Linked DNA regions of Rattus norvegicus: region 1 is linked to region 2. Evidence: chromatin contacts called from public Hi-C data. All regions are on one chromosome and are shown on one strand. The core of a region is the stretch at or near the end of the contact, and the rest is flanking DNA. Distances in the headings are between cores, read along the strand shown. Region 1 overlaps Ptprg (protein tyrosine phosphatase, receptor type, G). Region 2 overlaps Ptprg (protein tyrosine phosphatase, receptor type, G).

Region 1 (6,900 bases), core at 2,816-5,315, 320 kb after region 2:
AGCAAAACAGGGTGTGTGGTGGGTGGAGCCTTTAGTAGGGGAGCCTCACGGGAAACTAGAACTAGACCTTCTCCTCTCTCTTTCCCTGAAGCACTACCTCAGTGCATTCTAGAGCACAGGTCAGAAGATGCAGCTTCAAGCGACAATTCGTGACCTGGTTTAAGTTTCCAGTGTTCTCCTTTTGGGACATGACCTTTTCTGGGGCATTGGCATGCTCTCTATGAGTTACATGCATACTATAGTGCATTAGCAACATACTAGGACAAGTACAAAAAGTGTGTGTGTGTGTGTGTGTGTGTGTGTGTGTAAGTAACCATGTGCATGTGCATATATGCCATATATATGTGTGTGTGTAAAACCATGTGCATGTGCATATATGCCATATATGTGTGTGTGTGTGTGTGTAAAACCATGTGCATGTGCATATATGCCATATGTGTGTGTGTGTGTGTGTGTGTGTGTGTGTGTGTGTATATACACATACATACACATATATTTCAATGACAGCAGTGTTTTAAAATGCAGTAGAGAGAATAGAATAGAAGCAGGAGAGGAATTAGCGTTATTTTTCTTTTCTTTGGGAACTGAACCCAAGGCCTCACACACTACATGAGCTCTACCACAAAGGTATGTTCCCACCCAAGGTTAACTTTTTGCTTCATTTCCTTTACCAGGTGACTTGTAAATTGGATGTGCATGTACAATGTAAGCTCTATATGAGCAGGGTTCTGCAAAACAACAAGACACATTCCTACTGATCTGCATTCAGATGTTGACAGTGCTCCCATGCAGACTTTTCTAGATGGAGGGTCTCTAGTTGCAGCCAGTTAATGTTCCTATAAGGTCAGATACTTCATTATGCAAGGAACATGGACACGGCACTTTGAAGGAAATTCTTAATTTTTTTTTAAAAGACGGGGTCTTTCTGCATAGCCTGAAAATTTGGCTATCCTGAAAATTACTATGTACATAGGTCAGCCTGTTCTCAAACTCACGGAGACCCACTTGCCTCTGCCTCCATAGTGCTGGGATTAAGGAATAGCATGCTGTCCCCAGGTCCTGCCAGGCACAGGGTGATTTTAATAGACAGCCTTCACCGCACAGCCTTCTGTGCTTTAGTCACAAGCATCTTATCCCCTATAACCTCACCTGTGCCACATACCTATTCTTAGAGTTGAAACAACTCACTTCAGAATAGATCAGCCTTGTGGAGAGAAGCCGCAGGACAGAGTTACCTCCTCACTGTAATTTACAAAAGGACTCTCCTAGCTCTAGAATTAGAAACTATCACAGGCTGGGTGTGAGGCAAAATCCTCTAGAACTCAGGAAACTTTTGCCATTAAGAGATATCAGTCATAGTACTTACTGGCCGAGTCTATGCGAGGGAAGGCCTGCAACTCAGGTGCACATAAGGTGACAGCTGGGGCTACAATCGTCTAAGGCCCTCCACCCCATGGACGGGAGGATCCATCTGCAATGTGACTCATGCACATGTCGGGGAACTGCCAACAGCCTATTAGAAACACAGTGCTACATAGCCAACAACCTCAGCATACACTGGTTTGAAAACCACTGGTGTGGCAGACCCTAGCGCTTGGGAGGTAGAGGCATGGGAATAAGAAGTTCAACACCAATTTGGGCTACATGAAATCATTAGTGCCTAAAAAAAATTTTTTTAAAAATCAATCAATCATCAATCATTCGTCAATCAGTTGTCCACAGTCAATCAATCGACAAAGCACTGATGTTAATTGCCTCAACTCTTGAATATCTGCAAATTACAATAATAAAACACTAGAAAATTTGATTTTAAAGTGACAATATCTCAGCACTACTTTTCAAACTGCGTCCTCTAACTTTATGCTTTCAAATGGTGCCACCTAGCACACTCCCAGCCACACCAGGCACCCAGTCAGATTAGTCGGAATAAACAACAAACCCAGCCAACACGGTTTAATGATCCCACGTTTCCTGTTGCCGGACTGCAGGAATTTTAAACTTTGACTGCACTTTGAGTGGTAACATGGAGGATCTTACTTTGATCCCTGGATATAAACTGTGTCTCCTTCTACGTGAGTAAAAACAATCCCAGATCTGAAAGCGTGAACAAGTTCATATTGATCAAGCAACCTCTGCCTCTGCCAGACAGTTAATAACATGGGTAGTGCATGCTGGGTGTTTTCTGGTCTGCCTCTGCCGGCCAGTTTATTACGAGGGCGATGGTGCATGCTGGGTATTTTCTGGCCTCTCGACATTTGTATCCGTGCCTCTTTCTAAAGCAGTTAGATATTTTGCCTTCACATTTTCCCCAAATAGTATTGGTTTTTTTGTTCTTGTTTTTTAAGTGAACTATTCACTACTCACTCCCAGCCCACGGCAGTGAAGAGACTGAGTTACTCTTTTTGCAAAGAATCCCTCCCCCCTTTTAAAACCAAAAGGGATTTATTTTATTTTTCAATTATGCATGTATGTAGTGGTAGGGGGTAGGAAAGGAACACTTAAAGGCAGGTGCTTACGGAGGCCAGAGGAGCCAGGTCCCTTGGAACTGGTGTTATTGGCAATTATTAGCTGACCACGTGGGTGCTGGGACCCAAACTCAGGTCTTGTGCAATAGCAGTATGAACTACTAATCCCAGAGCCAGCTTTCCCGGCCCTCAGGAAACTTTTAAAGACAACGATAAAAGCTGTGTAAATGCTGTCTGAGCTGGAGTCCTCAGCTTTCCAAGAGGCTGGCCAGCTTCCTTCCTCTCCTCTAACCAACCTAGACCATCTTCTTGGCATGTCCAGCTGGCTGACGGTGAGGGATGCTTGTATTGTCCATGGACTCCATCTTACCACCATATGGGAGGTGGCCAGTTGCCAGGGCATCCTGACACAGGTGAGCAGAAGAGGGTGGCAGGCTCTGGAGCACACTGAGAAGTAACCTGTCATATAACTGATGGGTGCACAGACTCTTAAACAGATGGCATGGCATGGGGGCACAAAGACTGAGTCCTGCCTCTCGGTGTTATCAGGTTTCATACAAAGATATGCTTTGCAAAAAAAAATGATCCCTAAGATTACCTGAGGCTTTCCTTTCTGTCAGGTTTAAATATGACATGCACAGCCACGAGGGGGGGGGGGGAGCAAACCTTCAGCAAAGTATCACAACTAACATCATCATCAAAAGGTCTAAGCGACTCTCAGCAAAGAGACAAACCACCCAGATAGACAGAGCAGGAGACAGGCCCTGTTGTTTTAAACCAAGAAGTTGGCCAGGCAACTTAACCAAGCTGATGGGCACCAGGCTCAGTGAGAGACCCTGAAATCCCCAAAATTAAGGTAGAGAAGAATGAAGGAAGACACTTGGACTCGATCTCTGGCCTCCACATGTGCACACTCGCATGCACGAACAAACATAAACAAGCCTGCGTCTGCCACATACATGAGTGGAAATTAACCGATTAGTCATGAAAATCCAAGTATCAGGTTTGCTTTAAGCAACTCAGCTTGGAGAAGTCGGCAGAAATAGACCTAAAATCAAAGTCTCAATGGCTTAGGGAAAGTGGCTTCGGGCATACAATCTGGGCGAACTAGTTAGCAATCCCAGGCCTTGCATCCTTCCCGTGGATGTGTGCCTAGAATTTCTCCTAGGATCAGTTTTGGATTCTCACCTCGGTAGAGGGGAATGTCAGAAAGCAGCCACTTTGTGATGTTACTTACATCCTCACTGATATTAAGTTTATCATATGCTCTGCAATGTTACAGGCAGAACCCAGACTCGGGTCCACAGCACACGCCTTGCATCGGCCTGCACTGCACTACCGTTCTTCGCTTGCAACCCATTTTCCCATGAACACCTCCCCAAAGCCTGAATCATAGAGCATCTCTTTCCTCCACTCTCACCATTTCCCCTGTACTTCTAATTTCTAAAACAAGCCCTCGGAATTTATGAAATCCCCTGGGCCAGTGGTTCCTGTGAATTGCCCAGGTATGAAAAGCATTACACAAACCATCAGTCACCCTGAGAACCCAAAGGCACTAAGTGTGGCTGGCCATGGTTGCTAAAGAATGTTATCTATTTCCATCTTGTGCAAATTTAGGCGCAATTGTGGTTTCCTGTCCTAGGGTGTAGTCCAAAAGTAACTCCCCAGAAGTCTGCAAAAATAATACCGGGTGTTTGTTTGAGAGGAAGACTTGAAGAGTTTCCCACTCAGAGGGGAAATGGCGTGTCCTGGCTACAGAGTATCCAGCGAGTTCCGTGTTGCCAGAACCTGCACAATGTTGGTTTAAGCATTGTTTTGTTCACAAGTAAGGCAGGGGCCCGCTGTGGTATGAGGCAGGTTTTGTTCCTTCTCATGCTACAGGGCCTGCCTGTCAGGAGACCGATTCTGTTTTGTTACCTATAAAATGAGAATGACTACATCGTCTGTGTCTTTGTAAAATTGATTGTATTGTCGATGGAAAACACCTCTCATTTCAAAAGGGCATTAAGAGAGTTTCTTCTGGAGCAGAATGTGGTACATTGTGCCTATGGTCCAGGAACAGACTCAGGCCAGTTACACCCCACAATCTGTTCCAATGAGGAAAGAGTTCACTGAAGTTTTTACATTAAAAGAGCAAAAGGAAGCGATGATAGAGGTACTTTGCTAGTACTCTGATGGGGCACCAAGTACGCAGGGCAGAGCAAGGTATGAAAATGTGGGAGGGACTTTAGACACTAAATGATGCATTCTTAGCTTTAGGAACCATAGGACCTGGGGACCTGTTAGTGCACCTCCAAAGGTTTCACATGATAGTTATAAGACTAAAGTCTCAACAATTACAAATGTCTCCCCAGTGATCTCTGCACGGTCTTTAATACAGGTGTGGCTTCTTTTCCTCTCCCAGGGACTTCAGTTAATAGGAAAGATTAAAAATGAACCCACTGTGTTTCAGGGTAATGTGCATATAAATATATATGCATATCATTTTCTTAGATATTAAATTGACTCTGAAACAAGAAGGAACATTGTATACTGGAGCTATTTAGGGGAGATGATGTCTTTACGTTCTATGTTCATTATAGGAATGACTTCATCTTTACCAAGGGTTTTAGTCTGAAATAACACTTCAGCCATGGGTGGATACATTTTCCATGAGGTACCATAAAAAGCACATTATATATTCTAAGGTGTAACCCTACTTTTAGCTTGAAATAGTAACAAGTTCTGAGTCACTGAAGATGAAATTTGCCAACACAGAAATCTGAGGTCAAGAGTAAAGATCCATCAGGGGGTCAGGAGTGCAAATAACTTTCCCTGAACTGGTCAGCCTGATGTCCATAGTATATAACATCACAAAAAGAGGCAAAGACAGCAGAAGACAGGATTGCAGCCCCAGTGAGGATTACAATGGCGCCCCTGTGGGGATCACAGTGGCCACCTGTGGCCAAATACCAGTCACTGTGGAGAAGGAAGGAGAGCTTCTGTTTCTACTCTGTGCCTAGGAGGCTCTTCCCTGTCAGCCCCTTATCATGAGCCACTCTGAAGTCAAGGTCTCTGCCATCTGTGCCCCAGCCAAAGGCAAAGACGCAGACCACAGTCTCATTGTATGACCTGAAATTAGGGAAGGCTTTCTAACCCCACACTGTTGAGTATTCTTCAAACTGGGAATAGCATCTACCCCCATCTACCTCAGCAGCAGTTAGACAACCTCACAAATACTTCATGGATCATGGAGGAGGTACAGAGACAGCAGAGCTGGATCCAGAACGAAGCTGTATATATAGTAACAATTACATAAGAGCCGACAGAGTGCCACCAGCACAGGGAATGACGGCTGGCGCGGCTGCAGTCCCTGCCTCCATTGCACAGGAAGTCTCTGTGAATACGGGGCCCTTGGCTTCTGCCTCTTTGGAAGACTGAGCATTCTTTTTTTTTCTTTTAAAGCATTTTTGCATTTGGCTTTGGGCTTCAGGACAAAGAATACATTTCACACAACTCATTCAAGCCTCTTTTCTCGTTTTCCTCTTTTTAGCTTGCACTTTTAAGGCTATAAAGAGCCTGGAATCCCCAGAAGCCTCATCTACAGCCGTTTCTGCAGAGCTTGTCACACCATCTCCACTCTCCAAGACAATGGATGCCCAGTACCCTAGAGCTGAGTGTGTTAGAAGAGGAGGGCCGCTGTGGCTAATCAAGGAGGTGTGTTCAGCTTAGGAGTTCAGGAGACTAGAAGGCTGATGCCAAGGTCATAGAGGAAGTAGTTTTTTCCCTGGGGCAGGCAAAAGAGTCAGCTCCATGCCTCTTAAGCTTCTAAGTGAATCTCCCTTTTCCTTATTGATAAGAAAATTATCCTGGATCCCTGCCCTCAACTTCATGAGGTCATCTCTCTGCATGTGCACCTCTGTCCAAATGGCCCCTCATGATTTGGACAATAGTTACATCGAGTCACAAGCCAGAACAACTTCATATTATCTCCCTTTTAATCAAAGGCCTTTACTAAGGTATTGGGGTTTAAAATTTAAACATATGTATCAGTATTTAAACATGCATATGGGGTATATGAGTTACGTCTTGGTGGCTGTGCTAGAACACCATGGCCAAGGCAGCTTATAGAAGGAAAGGTTTAGGGGGCCTTACAGTTGCAGACAGTGATTTCCTAATGGCTGGGGAGGCGTAGAACTATGCTGCAGGGTCAGGAAGTAGAGCTGTAACATCTCCAACCACAGACATGAAGTGGAGGGAGCAAACAGGAAGAGGGGCCACACTATGAATTCTCAAAGTCTGCCCCCAGCAAGGCCGTACCATCCCAAACGTTGTCACTTACTAGGGATTAGATGTTCAAATTCTTGAGCCTGTGGGGGACACTATCATCCAAGCCGCCACCAAAGGAGAGGATAACATTGCATTATCCACTGTGTTCCATTTTAATCTCCCAGGA
Region 2 (7,693 bases), core at 1,819-4,318:
CAGAGCAAGGGGATGTGTGTGACTCAGGAAACACATCCGGTCTCCAGAAGCAGCAAGTGCTACTCCAGGCTGGAGAACGAGCGAGAGGCCCGCTTGTGCCTGTGCCAAAGGTTCTGCTTGTGTGTGCAGTTGGAAACCATGGCATCGATCAAGGCCTTCCTTTCAAGCCCAGCAAGAAAAGAAATCAGGAAGGGTGCACAGTTTGACGGGAGGGTTTTTAGAAAGCTGATGTATCCAAGTGTGGGACTTGGGATCTTGGTGGCCTCTTACCTTCTCATCTGTATGATGGGCTGCTGTATGAAATGGCTTCCTCATAGGGTTGGGGGTGAACCTAACAGGCACAGTGTAAATAAAGTACGGGCTGTGGGCCTCAGGCCCCCGGGACATTCAGGCCCAATAGCTTTTGCTTGTAAGTCTGGATGTTTAAATCGGATCGGCTAGAACAGCAGGGCAAGGATCTCCTTTAACTATGGGTAGTTCATCTTTAGCACAGTTCCCACCACACCCTGTTGCCCTTACATAGTCTCCTCATGCAGAGCCTGACCCTCCAGTCTGGGAGTGCAGGGGCAGACGCCTATTTTCCACATCCTTCCTTCCCTAGTGGCGGCCACTGCAAACCCTGTCATCTGGGACATTTTGACACATCCTTTTGTATAAAATCAAAGCCTTTTAACTGTGCAGGAGGCGCCACACCCTGCTCGCTAAACAAACGGCCCCGGGGGATGGCTTTGACATCAGCCCCTCCCTTCCAGGGGCCTGATTCCATGCTCGCTGGGGCCTGATTGCTCCTCACAGACATGTAGCATGACATTCCCTGGCAGCACGGAGAGTTCTTGCTTTTCCTCTGAACCACCTTTAATTATGAGCCCTGCTTTCGTTAAATAACGAAGAGGCTCCTAACCGGGCACCCGAGGTCCTCTGATTTCACATCAACGTCAAGGATATTTTCTCAGAGGTTCCAAAAGCCAATCTAAGTCTCCCCTGGCCCTTCTCATTTGGGGATTTAGATGAGGTACTGGGACCTGCTCCGATAGTGCGACCCCCAAGTGTCTTAAGCTGTCAGAGTAAATGGCTACTCCAGGGATCTCCACTCAGGTCTTCCACTTGAGGCAGCGGGCCAACTGTGGATCAATGTGAAACACGGACTGCTCACACATAGCACTTTGGCACACACAGGCTTAATTAACTATTGCACATCCTACCCATAGTGACAGAAGCCAGGCCAGGGTGGAGAGGGGCTGACGCATGCACACAGAGGGTGGCACATCACCCCAGCTCAGCTCAGGACCCCTTTAATGCAGGGAACTTTCCAGAAACCTGACATGAGGAGAAAGGTCTCTTACTGTTTCAGAGTCTCCACAGCAGATCAGACAGGAAAAACAAACAAACAAACAAACAAAAACACCCCCAAAAATCCAGAACCCTAGAAATATTGGTGCCTCAGAATGTCACCTCCCTTTCTCCCATGTCCAAGAGCTCATGAAGGGCACACCACTCTGAAGAAGGTACCGGAACTGGAGGGCAACTTAGAGTGACCCTCGCATGACTTGCATTCTTATCTTCCAAAAACCATGGTCTGAGGGTTGCCAAGAACATACTGCCTGAAGGCAGGCTCTGCCCTCGTCTCTGATGGTCACACATGAAGGACATCTCCATTCAGACTGAGGACTCCACAGTCCTGGAGACCAGGTCGCTAAGCAGATCGTGAGACATGGAGTGGGAGATAAGTCAGCCTGATTTGAACCTGGGAGAGAGGCAGAAAGCAGCTGTTTGTTCTCCCACGTTCCCTGTCTCTAATCCCATCTCCATGATGATGCAAAGACATTGGGAGGCTACTCGAACTCCTCAGACTGGGAACGCTGTCCTTTGTGGGTAACATTTGTCAACACCGTGGCCTTTTAACTGTGGCTTCTTCTGGGGCTAGTGACATTTGCACAAAAGGTCCCTTCTCTTTCACGCTTCCCTCATGTCTTGCCTTATATCTTGCCCAAATAGACTATCTCTTTCATAAGTTGCCTTGGTCATGGTGTTTTCCCACAGCAGCAGCAGAGCTGATGTGTGTGTGTGTGTGTGTGTGTACAGTATGACATAATTTAAAAAATATTGTCATATTATCTACAAATAGCTGCCTTTCTTTGTAATCATTTATGTTTTATTGAATCACATCTAAAATTATAGATAAATCTGAGGACTATGGATGGATACTTCCCAAATTGATAAACTGAGGGTTAGAGTTAGGATTAATGTCAGCCCGGGAGTTACACACTCCCGGCACTAAGGAACATAATGATATGCTTTTAAGGACAATATTATAGAAGCATTGACAAAAGTTTGAAAAAGAACTGGGAATCTGGATTTGTAGGGCGGGTTGGCTGGGAGAGCTGCTGAGCAGAGAGGCTGAACTGAGTCGGCAATATAAGCAGGTGTTTAAGTGGGGAATGGGGAGGGTGACAGTTAGGCCGGGTCAGGCTATCATGGCCCTGCCGTGGGGATGTGCACAGGCAGCACAGGAAAGCCTGTTGTCAGAGTAGAACCCAAATCTGCTAAGGACGGTGGTCAAGATTCTTCTCACGTAGACCTGACTCCAGAAGTCAGATTTGGCTAAGTAGCTACCCCCTGGAGGTACCTATGGGGAACTCTGGTTCCAGTCACCCTAAGTTCTGTTGAGCACAGGCTGACCACATCAAGCCTCCCTTCTATACTGCCTTGCGACTGTCACACTAACTTCAGGGGTATATGCTCCACCTCTGGCAGTAGCTCTGAACTGCAGCCCTGATTCTTGGCAAACAAGGGTTAGAGTTAGCTGCAAGCAGCACAGAGGCCCAGCTCTGAAGGGGTACAGGGAGCACTGCTGTACTGTGCTTCATGCTCAGCAAACAAGCTGCCCAAGGAGGCAGGACACACATTCCGTGTGTCAGAGCTCCAAGTGTGCATTCCGGACTTTCCCAGCCCTCCCCGGACCACCCTGGACTCTGTTTTATTCATGACACCCTTCATCTTCTGAGAGCTAATGGCTGTGGGAAGTGCGTCCACATCCTGTACAGGAAGGAGCATTGTTTGGCTTGACACTAAAGGAGGTGGCAGAGTTCAGAAGGCCACAGTTAACGAGAACTGCTAAGCCTTGGGGTCCAGAGTGGAAGACTGGACGTCTTCCTCATTCTCTGGGATGCTGTCTTCCCTCACCTTGAAAAACGGTGACACCAAGTCATAAGAACAAAGTGGACTGGCACCACCTTACCTGGGCCTTCCTTCCATGTGTTTGGTGATCCATCTCTCGGACCTAAGTCTACACATAGACTCATAATAGGAGATCTGTGTCAGAGACCCAGTGCCCCTGCATTGTGATGTGGTTTCCTGAAGTGCAAAGTCACATTTTTGACTGCTAGGGTGATTTTACAGCTATGAAAAGAGAAAAACAGCTGTGTCACACAAAATAGAGGTCCAAAGACATCTTTGGCAACCAAAGGAGGAGCTCTGTGTAGCAGTCTAACACTCTATAAGCTGTCCTTTTAAACTATCTCAACGGACATGATAAAAAAGTTCCACGTGTCCCGCACAGACAGGATAGCTAGGCTTTCACTGAAATAAATTAGGGTTAGGAAGTGCAGACAAGATTAGGAATGGGTAGTGGGCTCTAGGAAACCCTGTGCCTATACCTATTAAATACCAGCCCTCTCCATGCAGGAGAAGGAGCCAGCTGTGACACTAGGCTACTTCTAACAACTGGGCCCATATGCTTCAAGGAGCACAGGCCGTGAGGCTGGTAACAGCTTTACGTGGTCAGCCCATTCCTCTTTGAGAAGGCTCCTCCTCTCTTCAGAGAAGCCTTTCCTGGTGCCAGCCAAGAAACATTGCTCTGGGCACTTGATATCAGCTGACAGCTCTCAGCTAGGCAGTGGGTCTCCTCCAGGCAAGGAGAGATCTGACATTCGAGAATCAAGATTTGAATCTCAATCCAAGACAATGCATTGGAATTAAAATACTCACACACTTGCACGCACACATGCACACGGGCAGGCACGCACAGGAGGTCTCAAGATCAGTGCCAAAACCAGGCGGCCCCTGGGTGTGCTGAGGTAAACAAACAAACAAACAAACAAACAAACAAACAAAAAACCAAGAATGAATGTAGAGTCAGCCTCCCAAGGTTCCCCAAGCTGGATTCATGACTCTTCCTATTTCTACGGGGCAGGGGACATGGTTGTTTCTTAGGTCATGAGAAAGTGAGGGTCATGCCCAAGTCCTTGTGCAATAGTTAAAGAATGGCATCCACAAGGAGGCCTGAGGAATAATCGTTGGGAAGAATTGGGGAAATCCACTGGCTCTGGGGTACATTCCTCTGCAGAGAGATGCCTGCAATCTCAGCACCCCGTGTTTCAGGAGCAGTGACTGACTGCAGTTTAGCAGGAAAGAGGAAGTACCTCGCGCTGGGAGGAAGGACACCGTGAGTCTTTATTAATTTCCACATGGTTGTTCACAAGCACCACCATGCCCACATGAATAAGCCCAATGTCAGAACAGATTTATCTGGCGAGCAAAAGAAAGTAGAAGCTGTGGGAGGGATGCAAAGTTGGCCTTGAAGCTCAAACGCCGACTACCCGCCTGGAGACAGAGAGGATTAAGTAATTAGGTAATATTTATAACGTGAAAACGATTGACAGCCCCTGGCACCTACTACCAGAATTGGCTCACTAGCTCCCAAGACCCGGCAGCAGTGGTACCCGGGACACTTGACTCCAGCCAGCACCTGCCAGTCTATAAGCGCTTTCTATGCTGTTAGGTTGATCTAGACAGTGAAGCAAGCCCTCTCGGCATGGCTGTTTTGAAATGAACACTTAGGTTTGGGAGAACTTTGGCTACAGTAGAAGAAGCCCTCTGGCTGTAGGCACTGTGAGAGATGTAGCCCCATTCTCTAAATGCCTAGTTACACTTTTACTACATGAGAACTTAGCCTGGATAAACAGCAAATGCTCTGACTGGGTCAATATTATAGCAAGGCTCTTGTTCCTGGCCATGTGGCATATTTCATCCATCCATCCATCCATCCATCCATCCATCCATCCATATACTCACTGAAGAGTTAGCAATGATGAGAGTGCTACCTACCCATGAGATACAGTCTTACCACATCATGGTACTTGTAGTAAAAGAGAGATCTATTCTAAAACAAATGTCAAGAGTGACCACAGGGAATGCTTCACTCCTTCTTTAAAAGGGGAACAAGAATACCCTTGGCAGGGAATAGAGAGGCAAAGATTAAAACAGACACAGAAGGAACACCCATTCAGAGCCTGCCCCACATGTGGCCCATGCATATACAGCCATCCAATTAGACAAGATGGATGAAGCAAAGAAGTGCAGGTCGACAGGAGCCGGATGTAGATCTCTCCCGAGAGACACAGCCAGAATACAGCAAACACAGAGGCGTAGGCCAGCAGCAAACCACTGAATTGAGAATAGGACCCCCGTTGAAGGAATCAGAGAAAGAACTGGAAGAGCTTGAAGGGGCTCGAGACCCCATATGTACAACAATGCCAAGCAACCAGAGCTTCCAGGGACTAAGCCACTACCTAAAGACTATACATGGACTGACCCTGGACTCTGACCTCATAGGTAGCAATGAATAGCCTAGTAAGAGCACCAGTGGAAGGGGAAGCCCTGGGTCCTGCCAAGACTGAACCCCCAGTGAACTAGACTGTTGGGGGGAGGGCGGGAATGGGGGGAGGGTGGGGAGGGGAACACCCATAAGGAAGGGGAGGGGGGAGGGGGATGTTTGCCCGGAAACCGGGAAAGGGAATAACACTCTAAATGTATATAAGAAATACTCAAGTTAATAAAAAAATTAAGAAAAAAAAAGAGTGACCACAGGGGAAAGTATGGGTGTCCTCCCAAATGGCTAGACCAAAGCAGCCAAGAGACTTCCCTTGGAAGGGCACTTTAGGCAGAGCTATGAAGGTTGAGAAGCATCAGTTTGGTGCAGAGGAAGGTCAAGTGTCCTGAGCCAGAGGGTGCAGGCTACTGGGGCCGGAGCACATCAGCGAGCTGACATCAAGGGAAGTGACACGCAAGATAGGTCTGGGGAGGGGGAAGGACTCATGGACCACAGTATCTACATTTCTCTTCCTGTTGCTGTGATGAGATACACTGATAAGGATAATTTAAGGGAGACAGAGCTTATTTTAGCTTACAGTTTAAGGTCCTATCCATCATGGCTGGGAAGTCAGTCAAGGCACCAGGAGCCTGGGGAGCTTAGTCACACTGCATCCAGAGTCAGGAAGCAGAGCAGTGGATAAGCCAAGGATCCAGAGAACGGCCCTGTCCACAGTTCAGAGGGGTCTTCCCACATCAGTTGATTTAATAAAGATCTCGCTTCAGGCAGGCCAGCAGGCCCACCTCCTAGCTGATCATGCATTCCGTCGCGTTGACACTAACCACTCCACACAGAACAGTAACTCTCCCAGAAGGGTTTCAACAGCTTCACACATCTTCCAGGAAGCAGAGCCCCTTGTTCTGTGATGTGAGCGTCAGCGATCGTGTCACAGACAACATTCTCACCCAGATGTACACAGAGCTCGCCGCTCACCTGTACACCAGAAGTGCGAGTATCTGCACAGAACCTTCCCTATCTCTGACTCTCTGTTATCTGTTCCGCAGACTGTCACGTTTAAAAGGTCATAGGCAGACGAGGAGTACGATGACTGCACACAAGAACAAATTTGGACTCTCAAGCCTCGTGTCTAACACTGCCTCAGGCTGTCCCATAGGCCCAGTGAAGGAATGGCTGTGCCCCTGCTATGATGCTAGATAGCATGTGAGGTTCCACTAATGCACAAACCCCTCTATTTAGAAGTCCCACTTGCCCTCTAGGCCAGTGGTTCTCACCCTCCCTAATGCTGTGACACTAAAGGGTAGTGCAGCTTTAGTGTAGCTCCTCATGTTGTGGGGACTCCAACCATGAAATGATTTTCATTGCTGCTTCATAACTGTAATTTTGCTGTTGTGAATCATGATGCAAATATCTGATATGAGACCTCTACGGGGGTTGTAAACCACAGAGTAAGAAGCTCTGCTTTAGGCCTTTGGTACCAGACTGGAACTGCTGAATGCACAAAGTAACTGTATGAGCAACTGATATTGAATTGTTTTAATTATATTGTATATGCTGATTTATACAATCCTTTTGTCTGTCTATCTATCTATCTATCTATCTATCTATCTATCTATCTATCTATCTATCTATCCATCCACTCACCCACCAACTCTCCCTCCCATCCATCCATCCATCCATCCATCCATCCATCCATCCATCCATCCATCCATCCATCCATCCATCCATCCTGTGGGGACTGCCATCCCTAACTGGACACTTGTAATTCCCAATCACTTCACCTGACCTCAAAACCTCCTAGCAGGCTCCTGCTGGACTTGTAGACTCTACTACTTTTTTTTTTTAACAATACAGCCAATGGGAGAGGCTCACACACCTGTTCAGATCACTGACCAGGGCTGCAAACGTGTTATCACAATACCTTATCAACCTTCTTGACTCCACATAGGTCCAGCTTCCCTGCCCTATGTCTAATCTCGCTTCCCTTTGCCCACTGGTCCCCGATGCTTCTTCCTATACCCAAGGGCCTTTGCAAATGACCTTTTCCTCTACATCTCTGCAGGATTACATTCCTGCCCTCCCAGG

The links. A called contact is a pair of places that touch in the nucleus more often than the background predicts.
Region 1: a Hi-C map of frontal cortex shows a contact between it and region 2, with 2.2 times the contacts expected there. The contact joins two enhancer-like sites. A contact is called at or near these places in 4 of 12 Hi-C or Micro-C datasets (frontal cortex, hepatocytes, liver and 1 more).

The regions. Positions count from the first base shown.
Region 1 is chr15:15,724,101-15,731,000 of GRCr8, forward strand. All of the region lies in intron 2 of Ptprg (protein tyrosine phosphatase, receptor type, G), which reads right to left. Among named protein-coding and RNA genes, the nearest start is that of Ptprg, 260 kb to the right of the region's middle. Within about 2 kb of position 4,066, at least 38 of the 93 cell types and tissues checked have an H3K27ac peak or open chromatin away from gene starts, as enhancers often do.
Region 2 is chr15:15,409,878-15,417,570 of GRCr8, forward strand. The region is part of intron 8 of Ptprg (protein tyrosine phosphatase, receptor type, G); the gene reads right to left. Among named protein-coding and RNA genes, the nearest start is that of Cep15, 150 kb to the left of the region's middle. Within about 2 kb of position 3,069, at least 5 of the 93 cell types and tissues checked have an H3K27ac peak or open chromatin away from gene starts, as enhancers often do.